3 separate regions of the Mus musculus genome follow, and regions 2 and 3 are each linked to region 1. Evidence: chromatin contacts called from public HiChIP or PLAC-seq data. All regions are on one chromosome and are shown on one strand. Each heading gives the region's core, a stretch centred on a gene start, on an enhancer-like site or on the middle of the called end of the contact. The rest is flanking DNA. Distances are from core to core; before and after follow the strand shown.

Region 1 (2,700 bases), core at 90-2,589:
TAACCAAAATATTGTTACTGGACTCAGGCCTTCATAGCACCTCCTTTCCTGTTTGAAGGCCCCCAGGGTTGCTCATCAGCCCTTTAGCCCGCTGCGGGTGATTTATGTGTGTGTGGCATGGTTGTACAGGCCCACACCATTGGGAGAGGGCTTTACTCTCAGAAGGTCTCCTAAGGAGGAAAGCTTTGACTTCAATCTATGGTATGCTGAACCAACTGACGGTTCATCCACACCATCTGTGAGCTGCTTCGCTCTTATGACCACTTAGACGCGTTCCCAATCTTATCTCAGAGCGCTGCCTGTGTCCCAGGTCCGGAGGCTGGGCCAACCGTGTACTTGCAGCTTCTGTCGCCAGCCAGAAAGTTATTTGGTCTGTAAAAAGAGATCGCAGAAACCCAGGAAACTGAAGCCGAGAGCGCGGGCTAGCCCCGGACTGGGCGCACAACAAAACCTAGTTCTACCCACCTCCCGGAGTCCCTGTCCAGGAGGGAAGAGGTGGGAAGGGGCAGGCTCAAGGAAGCTGCTTCTCCGGGAGAGAAGTAGTGGGTGGTGGCCGCGGGGGCGGAGCCGGGGCGGGGCCGTGGAGACTCTTAGGGGCGCTCAGGCTACCGCACCCGCGTGGGGCGTCGGGCGAGATGGCGGCGCGCAGCCTCGGCAGCGGTGTGGGGCGACTGCTGCGTGGCCTGCAAGGGCGCTCTGGACAATCGGGGTGGTCACTGAGCGTGTCCCGCTCGACCGCCACCCGACTCCCGGGCTGCGTTCCTGCAGCAGCGCAACCAGGCTCGTACCCCGCGTTGAGCGCTCAGGCAGCCCAGGAGCCGGCCGCCTTCTGGGGGCCGCTGGCCCGTGACACACTAGTTTGGGACACTCCTTACCATACTGTCTGGGACTGTGACTTCAGGACGGGCAAGATCGGCTGGTTCCTGGGAGGCCAGTTGAATGTGTCTGGTGAGTGCCTTGCTGGGTCCAGCTCATTTTCGCCGAGACTCGGGAGGCTCCAGTCAGTAGCAGCTGCCCCCAGGCCTTGGCTCTTTTCTCCAGAATGCTTCACCACCCACCCTAATCCTTGGGTCACGTCACTTTGTTCTGTATTCCACCGGATCTAGAGACTGCAGCTGGCGAAGCAGCAGTTACCCTCCCAAGTCTGCAGCGCTGTCTCTAGCGGGAAACTGGGGATACCCGGTTTAACCTCAGAGTGTTCTACCCTAACACAGATTCTAGGGGGCTTTGTCTTCAGACACAAAGCTTAGGACCCCAGATAGGCCTAGATGGAGAGAGCCCATGCTCCAAGAGTCCAGGCTTTTCTGACTCAGGGCCCCCAGATCAGCAGGGTAAACGCAAAGTACATAGGTTGCTATCGGCAACTGCAGGTGCTAGGGCTCGAGGCTCCCCTGAGGACAAACCTTGCAGTGTAAACAGAGCTTGGTGGGTGCAGGAAGAAGAAAGTGTCAGCCCCTGGGAGGGAACTGCTTATCTCCTCCGGTTGGGGTATGTGGGCAGGAAGTTCTCGGTCTAAGAACTGCACCCCAAAAACAAACGTCTACAGTGTCAAAGGCAGGTGTAACTTCAGCTCTCCGGAGTCTGAGTCAAGAGGAGCTGAACTCAAAGCCAGCTTGGACTATGTACCAGCCTCCCCCTTGATCTCTAAACGAGACACATCAGTCACTCTAGCTGTCAGTTTTCTGATGAGCCCGGATTCTGCTGAGGGTGGAGGCAGGGAAACACACGGAGGAGCCGAGAACTGAAGGAGGGGTTGGACTGAGAGGGGCTGGACAGACAGGCTGTGTCTCTGGTGCACAGCAGAGGGTTGGGAACTTTTGCATTCCTGTGGGATGGGAGCGAGGGTTGGATGGGTCAGAGATGCGTAAGGGACGAACTGAAGGTCTTTAAGACGAGGTGGCAGGTGATGCTTTGTTTAAGGACCAAAGTTAGAGGTGGAATCTGGTGTCTGCAGTTTCACTACCTCTTCAGCTTTGGTGCGTCTCAATCGCCCCATTTGTAAAATGAGAAAGCAATACTCACCTCTTATGCTGTCTGTACCGCAGTGCTGGGGGTGGGGATACAGTAACCTGTCCAGGCTTACTGGTGATCAATAAGCTGTAGCAGTTCTGATTTAATATATTCAGAAATTATAGGGTCTGTTTTTATTTATTTATTTATTTATTTATTTATTTATTTATTTATTTATTATATGTAAGTACACTGTAGCTGTCTTCAGATACTCCAGAAGAGGGCATCAGATTTCATTACGGATGGTTGTGAGCCACCATGTGGTTGCTGGGATTTGAACTCGGGAACTTCGAAAGAGCAGTCAGCGCTCTTAACCACTGAGCCATCTTGCCAGCCCCCTGTTCTTTTTTTAAAGCACAAAACTTTAAAGAAACTTTGGACAAGTCATTTTTCCCCCGTATATTATATCACTTGACAAGTTTAATCTAAATGAGTCTTTTACTAGATAAGTGTTGCCTTTAGACTTGAGTCAGCAAATTCTTCAACTTGGGTTAAGAAGTTCTTGCGTTTGCAGAAAGTGTCCTTCAAGTGAGTATAGCAGTTTGCAGAAGGAAGGGGGCAGAAAGTGTGCGGCTTCTTTGGAAACCTCTCCTCCCTTAAGAGGTCAAGGCCGCTGGGACGACCAAGCTTGTAGCTGATAAGAAGTGGTATCAGCCTTATGGTGAGGCTTGGGTGTGGTCTTCTAGGAAT
Region 2 (2,700 bases), core at 175-2,674, 1.4 Mb after region 1:
TGCTACTAGAGATGAGAGAATCTGTATGTATAATATGCCATTGCAGTTTAATTTAAAAAAATATTGGTTAAATAAAATGCCAACAGCTGGACAGACGAGATAAAGGTGTGGCTTGGCGGTCTCGGGCTTAGGGTCTTTGGAGAAAAAGAGTGAGGGAGAAAAAGTGGAGAGATGAGGAAGAAGCCATAGTGTAGGTGAGTTATGAATACAAAACCATGCGGGCTGCGAATTGGAGTAAAGGGTAGCCCAGTTGATACATCATGAGTAATAATTCTGAGTTACTACTAGGAAAGTCGATTCTAATGGCATAGAAGAATATGTGTGCCCTTTATTTGTAAATTACTTGATCAAAGTTGGTGTAAATGCCTCTGATTGAGATTAAATATTCTATACAACATCTAGGCTTTGCAGTCTATATACAGAACAGACCAGCCCTTTCAACTGTCTGGGCTTTCTGCCATAGTATTATGCAACTAACCTGCAGGGCAGTTTTATCTTTTTTCCTATATCATGGTGCATGAGTTTCTGTTTTGTTATTCTTAGATGTTCACATTTCTAACTATATATACAGATGCAATGTGTAGAAAATTTACCATTCCATGAGCTGTTTTGCAATTTACAAGTCTCACAAAAAAAAAAAAAAAGAAGACAGTAGTTTCATAGAATAATTTGGGAAAAAAATACCAAAAGTATACCTTGCAAAGGGGAATATCACTGTGGATGATAAGAACAATGTAAGAAAGAAGGGATTATCAGTAAAGGCTGAGATGTTATTGAGAACTGCTTCAGTGTCATAGAAAAATATTTATTCTATATCTGAGTACATTCCAGAAAGTACTATGAGTTCAAGCTAAGATATAGATTGGAACAAGAAAGATCCTAGTACTTTTCCAGTCGCACAAGTATACTACTAATACTATCAATCATTAGTAGCTATATCAGACATTCAATTGATGATAACATATACACTAGACATTATTGCCCTAAATGATCCATAGCAGTCAGCATCATTAAGAGGCCATGAACATATGTAATTGAATATCCAGTGAGTTAAAACACTGCAGAATTTTAGGTGGGAATTTAAGGGACATAGAATTTAATTTTGAAATTAAATACTCCATGAAGGGAGTATTACTGACCCGTCCAGCAGGTATAGATATTCGTGGGTGTCAAGGGGACTGCTCCTGGGGTGAGAGAGAAACGGAGACCAAGCACAGAAAAGACACGATGTCAATCTGTATCTCGTCAAGGTCTCATTGTATTCAGCAAAGCTTGCAGTTTTTATACAAAGATAATAAAGGGGAAATAACCCTTATGCAGAAGGGCAGGGGTAAGCAGTGGTAATTTTTCTTGGTGGGTGCTGTAAGGGGAAGCATGATATCTAAAAGTACATCTTGTGGTTAGGACGTCTGCTGTTTGCTTCAAGTCTGGAACATCTTGTGGTAATTCTCAGAACAGTCGGTTGGTAACCTTCATCTGAATTTAGTCAGCTTGGGGAGGAGGTCCAACTTTTAGGTCTTTTGGCAATCTTCTTGAGGCTTTTACAAAGAACTTTCTTTTGGCCCCTAACATATTACCAAATGTGTTCTCATACCACATTATAGTATTTTGTGAAGAAAATACCATCATATCAAAGTTTTGTGCTTCATTCTTTTCTTGTATAATAAAATTTCCACTGATACGTCAACTTTGACCAAGATATACATTTATTAATCTGTAGTTTTAAATGATGTCATGATCTTTAATAGCAACATTTTCAAAATCCTGAGTTTTAATACAATAGACATTTTAGTATTAAAATATTTTTATCAGTATGTATACACTGTGGTTTGGACTTTATTGTACTTTGAACTGCATATGCAATAGTATTATTCAAGCATGATTCCTAAATGCATTGAATAACTAAATTCAATTAAATTGACTTTTCATGAATGTGTCATTTCTGTTATGACCTATTACTATGGCTATATTACCTCTGAGATGTCCCTAGAATAATTTTTATGGCCAATGGTTGAACAAATAACTTTGATATATTTTGTGAGCCAGTTACACATGATAGTAAAAATTTAGAATGAGGTTACAATTTATGGTGGAAGTTATAGGCATGTGAAGTGATCATTTAACCTTATGGTCTGTACTTCAATCTATAGGATATGACACCAAAACCACTTAGAAAATGAAATGGAGCCAGGTGATCATGGTGCACACCTTTAATCACAGCACTTGGAAGGCAGAGACAAGGGATTTCTTAGTCTGAGTCCAGCCTGGTCTACAAAGTGAGTTCCAGGCCAGCCTGGGCTATTCAGAGAAAGTCTGTCTCAAAGAAAATTAAAAAAACCAAGCAAACAAACAAACAAACAAACAAACAAAAGCAGAAAGAAAGAAAGAAAGAAAGAAAGAAAGAAAGAAAGAAAGAAAGAAAGGAAGGAAGGAAGGAAGGAAGAAAAAAGAAACCAGGCAAGGCAAGAGAGTCAAGGAAGGCAGGAAGGCAGGAAGGCAGGAAGGCAGGAAGGCAGGAAGGCAGGCAGGCAGGCAGGCAGGCAGGCAGGCAGGCAGGCAGGGAGGGAGGGAGGGAGGGAGGGAGGAAGGAAGGAAGGAAGGAAGGAAGGAAGGAAGGAAGGAAGGAAGGAAGGAAGGAAATGAAATTGTGGAGAGGAGCTTCAGGACATTACACTAGTGTTTTCTGGTTAATGTCTAGCT
Region 3 (2,700 bases), core at 34-2,533, 1.8 Mb after region 1:
GTGGGGCATCAATGGGAGGAGAGGCCATTGGTCCTGTGAAGGTCGATGCCCCAGTGTAAGGGAATGCCAAGACATGGAAGCAGGAATGGGTAGGTGGGTGGGGGAACACTCTCATAGAAGCAGGGGGAGAGAGAGGATGGGATAGGGTGTTTCAGAGGGGAAACCAGGAAAGGGGATAGCATTTGAAATGTAAATAAAGAAAATATCTAATAAAAATTTTTTCAAAAAAGAGTTAGGTTTTCAGCTTTTATTGAAGCACGGAACAATGATAGTTATTAGTCCATATTTAAGCACAGAACAGTAATAAAGAGTTAAGTTCCCAGTGTTTAATAAAGCACAGAGGGTTAAGGAGAAAAGAAGCCATCAGCTTCTAGCCCCAGTACAGTTAGAGTTACAAGACCATCAGTCTTTTGACTGTTGTCCAACTCTGTGTTCCATCTCAGCTACCACTTCAAAAGGCTGGGGCAGTATCGCAGCAGAGTATGGACATGCTGGGTAGAGTCAGCGCTCACAGTCCCCAAACATTACATGTAGATGCTGATGCAGTCTGAAGGCACACTTTACCATGAAGACAAGGCCTCAGTCTTCTTTTAAAGAGAATGTGGTGTTTCGATGTGCCAGTCCAATTTGCTGCCCGAGCTTTCGTAATTATGGCCACAAGAGGGCATAATTGGCACCTTGGATTCCTGAACTCTAGACACCTCAGTGTTGGTGCCATCTCCTAGAAGCCTACACCAGGATGCTCATTCAGGCTAGGAGAGGATAGGGGAAGTTCCCTATCACATAGGCACAGCGAAACATTCCTTAGGAACAACTCAAGAGGAGACAACTGCCTCTCCTGTGCCACACTGCAGCTCAAGCATAAAGAGAAATCAAGTTGCTCTCATGCTTCCCATTTTAATCTGTCTTTTCCTGAGTCACTGTCTCCCTCTACTGGCACGTCCAGAAATTGCCTTTCACTAACACTGCCAGTTATCAATCTTTCAGCACCTGACCATGGGGCGTTCTCTTCAAGGCTCTTCTATCCAGTGAGTCACAGGTAGTGAGTGTGGTAGGACTCAGATCAGGAGCCCCTCAATCTCTTATCTTACTTGTTCTTTACAAACCACTCTGCCTGGGTGCTCTTTGCTCCATCCGGGACAGGAGGAAAATGAACAGCTTTGACTGAGGGAGGTGGTACCAAGGGGGAAGGAACTCGGAGTGATGATCAAGAGAATCCCCAGAGGGAGGAGTCTGGAGCCCAGGAAATTAATTTAAGGGTTAGACTTAAAGGAACAGGGCTGTAAGGGCAAAGACAGGAGACAGAACCTGCATCATATTGTCGCCAGCGGGGAAGATGGCTCTGCCCTGGACAATATTACTGGCTCTCTCTGGTATCTATGTCCAGGGAGCTCAGGCATGGTGTTCGGAAGAGGATACTCTCGAACTCGATAAACTAGTCAGTGAACCTGACATAGTGAAGTTTGCTTTGAGTGCATTCCACAAAAAGAGCAAGGATGAATATGCCTACAGGGTGATACACATCATGAATTTCTTGAAAGTACAGGTAGGTGATCTTGTCCACTTGCTGTTTTCTGATAAAGCAGGCAGGACACTTTTGTCTTGGCTAGACATTTGCAACCCATGGCTGAGTTACATATAAATCATTTGGCTTCATTGTTTAGAATGCTTTTCTAAGTTACATATTCTTTTGAATTAAGTTTACTCACATAAAAATTACTATGCAATATTATCCTGTTTTATGATAGTACTTACTTAATTAAAGAATACATTTTAGATCAGGCATGGTGGTATACAAATGTAGTTCCAGCATTTTGAAAGCTGGTACAGGAAGATCTGGACTTTGATGCAATATAATAATAATAATAATAATAATAATAATAATTCACAGAATAAGCACTTCTAGGGAGATCTTTCTATTGAACAAAGAAAATATTTACACAAAAATCCCATAGGCAAAGACTGAAGATATGTCAAAAGCACCTTTAAAAGTTTTTGCTAGCATATATTTATTATGCACAATAACAGATTTCATCATGACACTTCATAAATGTACATAATGTATTTTCACCATATTCGCCTCCCATTACTCTCTGTATACCCCTTCCATCCTTGCTTAATTCTTTTCTCATACCTTTTTGTATTTGTCTTTGTACTTTGTACATTGTTGCTGTTATTGTTGTTGTTGATTATGATGATAATCAAATGAGTTTAATTGGAGTTTCTACTGAAACATGCTCAAGTGATATTTTAGAGAAGTATGGGCAACTTACAAGCATATTAAAAAATTAAAACAGTTTGAGGGTTGCAGAGGGATCTGTCAGTAAAGTGCTTACCACACAAATATGAGGACTAGAGTTTGGATCCTCATCACCTATGTAAAAAGCCTGGCTCAGAGATGCACACCTGCAATCCCAGTGTCTGAAAGGCAGAGACAGAAAAGTCTGGAGAGGGCCAGCTACTGACCAGCCTAGTGTGAGTCAGCCTCAGCTTCAGTGACATGTCCCGTGTCAAAAGGTAAGATGGAGAGCTGCTGAGGAACACTCCTGCTGTCACTCTAGGCTTTATGCACACACATGCACAAACAAGTCATTGGAAAAAATGAGGAAGTGAAAGGAAGAGAAACAAAAGGTAGGCTGGGAAAACTTGCTGACTGTCAGGACAAGCTAACTGTCCTGAGAACCACCTACCAGCTCAGCT

What was found. HiChIP or PLAC-seq counts read pairs in DNA pulled down with a chosen protein or histone mark.
Region 2: a contact with region 1 is called in an H3K4me3 HiChIP or PLAC-seq map of pro-B cells, with 6 times the contacts expected there. The contact joins the enhancer-like site here to the promoter of E130215H24Rik in region 1. A contact is called at or near these places in 3 of 39 promoter capture datasets (hippocampal neurons, liver and pre-B cells) and 1 of 115 datasets of contacts at active chromatin or transcription factors (pro-B cells).
Region 3: an H3K27ac HiChIP or PLAC-seq map of large pre-B cells shows a contact between it and region 1, with 4 times the contacts expected there. The contact joins the promoter of Cstdc2 here to the promoter of E130215H24Rik in region 1. A contact is called at or near these places in 4 of 39 promoter capture datasets (cranial neural crest, hippocampal neurons, liver and 1 more) and 3 of 115 datasets of contacts at active chromatin or transcription factors (large pre-B cells, neural progenitor cells and pancreatic cancer cells).

Annotation. Positions count from the first base shown.
Region 1 is chr2:150,666,133-150,668,832 of GRCm38.p6, reverse strand. E130215H24Rik (RIKEN cDNA E130215H24 gene) reads right to left here and starts at 1,339. Exons shown (of 2, transcript NR_040331.1): 1 at 876-1,339; 2 at 1-372. Acss1 (acyl-CoA synthetase short-chain family member 1) reads left to right here and starts at 593. Exons shown (of 14, transcript NM_080575.2): 1 at 593-948. The coding sequence starts at 636.
Region 2 is chr2:149,282,160-149,284,859 of GRCm38.p6, reverse strand. No RefSeq gene overlaps it. Among named protein-coding and RNA genes, the nearest start is that of Cst10, 120 kb to the left of the region's middle. Within about 2 kb of position 1,424, at least 37 of the 459 cell types and tissues checked have an H3K27ac peak or open chromatin away from gene starts, as enhancers often do. A contact at or near this core is called in pro-B cells, where this site is marked.
Region 3 is chr2:148,849,517-148,852,216 of GRCm38.p6, reverse strand. It overlaps Cstdc2 (cystatin domain containing 2), which reads left to right and starts at 1,283. Exons shown (of 3, transcript NM_029960.3): 1 at 1,283-1,546. The coding sequence starts at 1,337.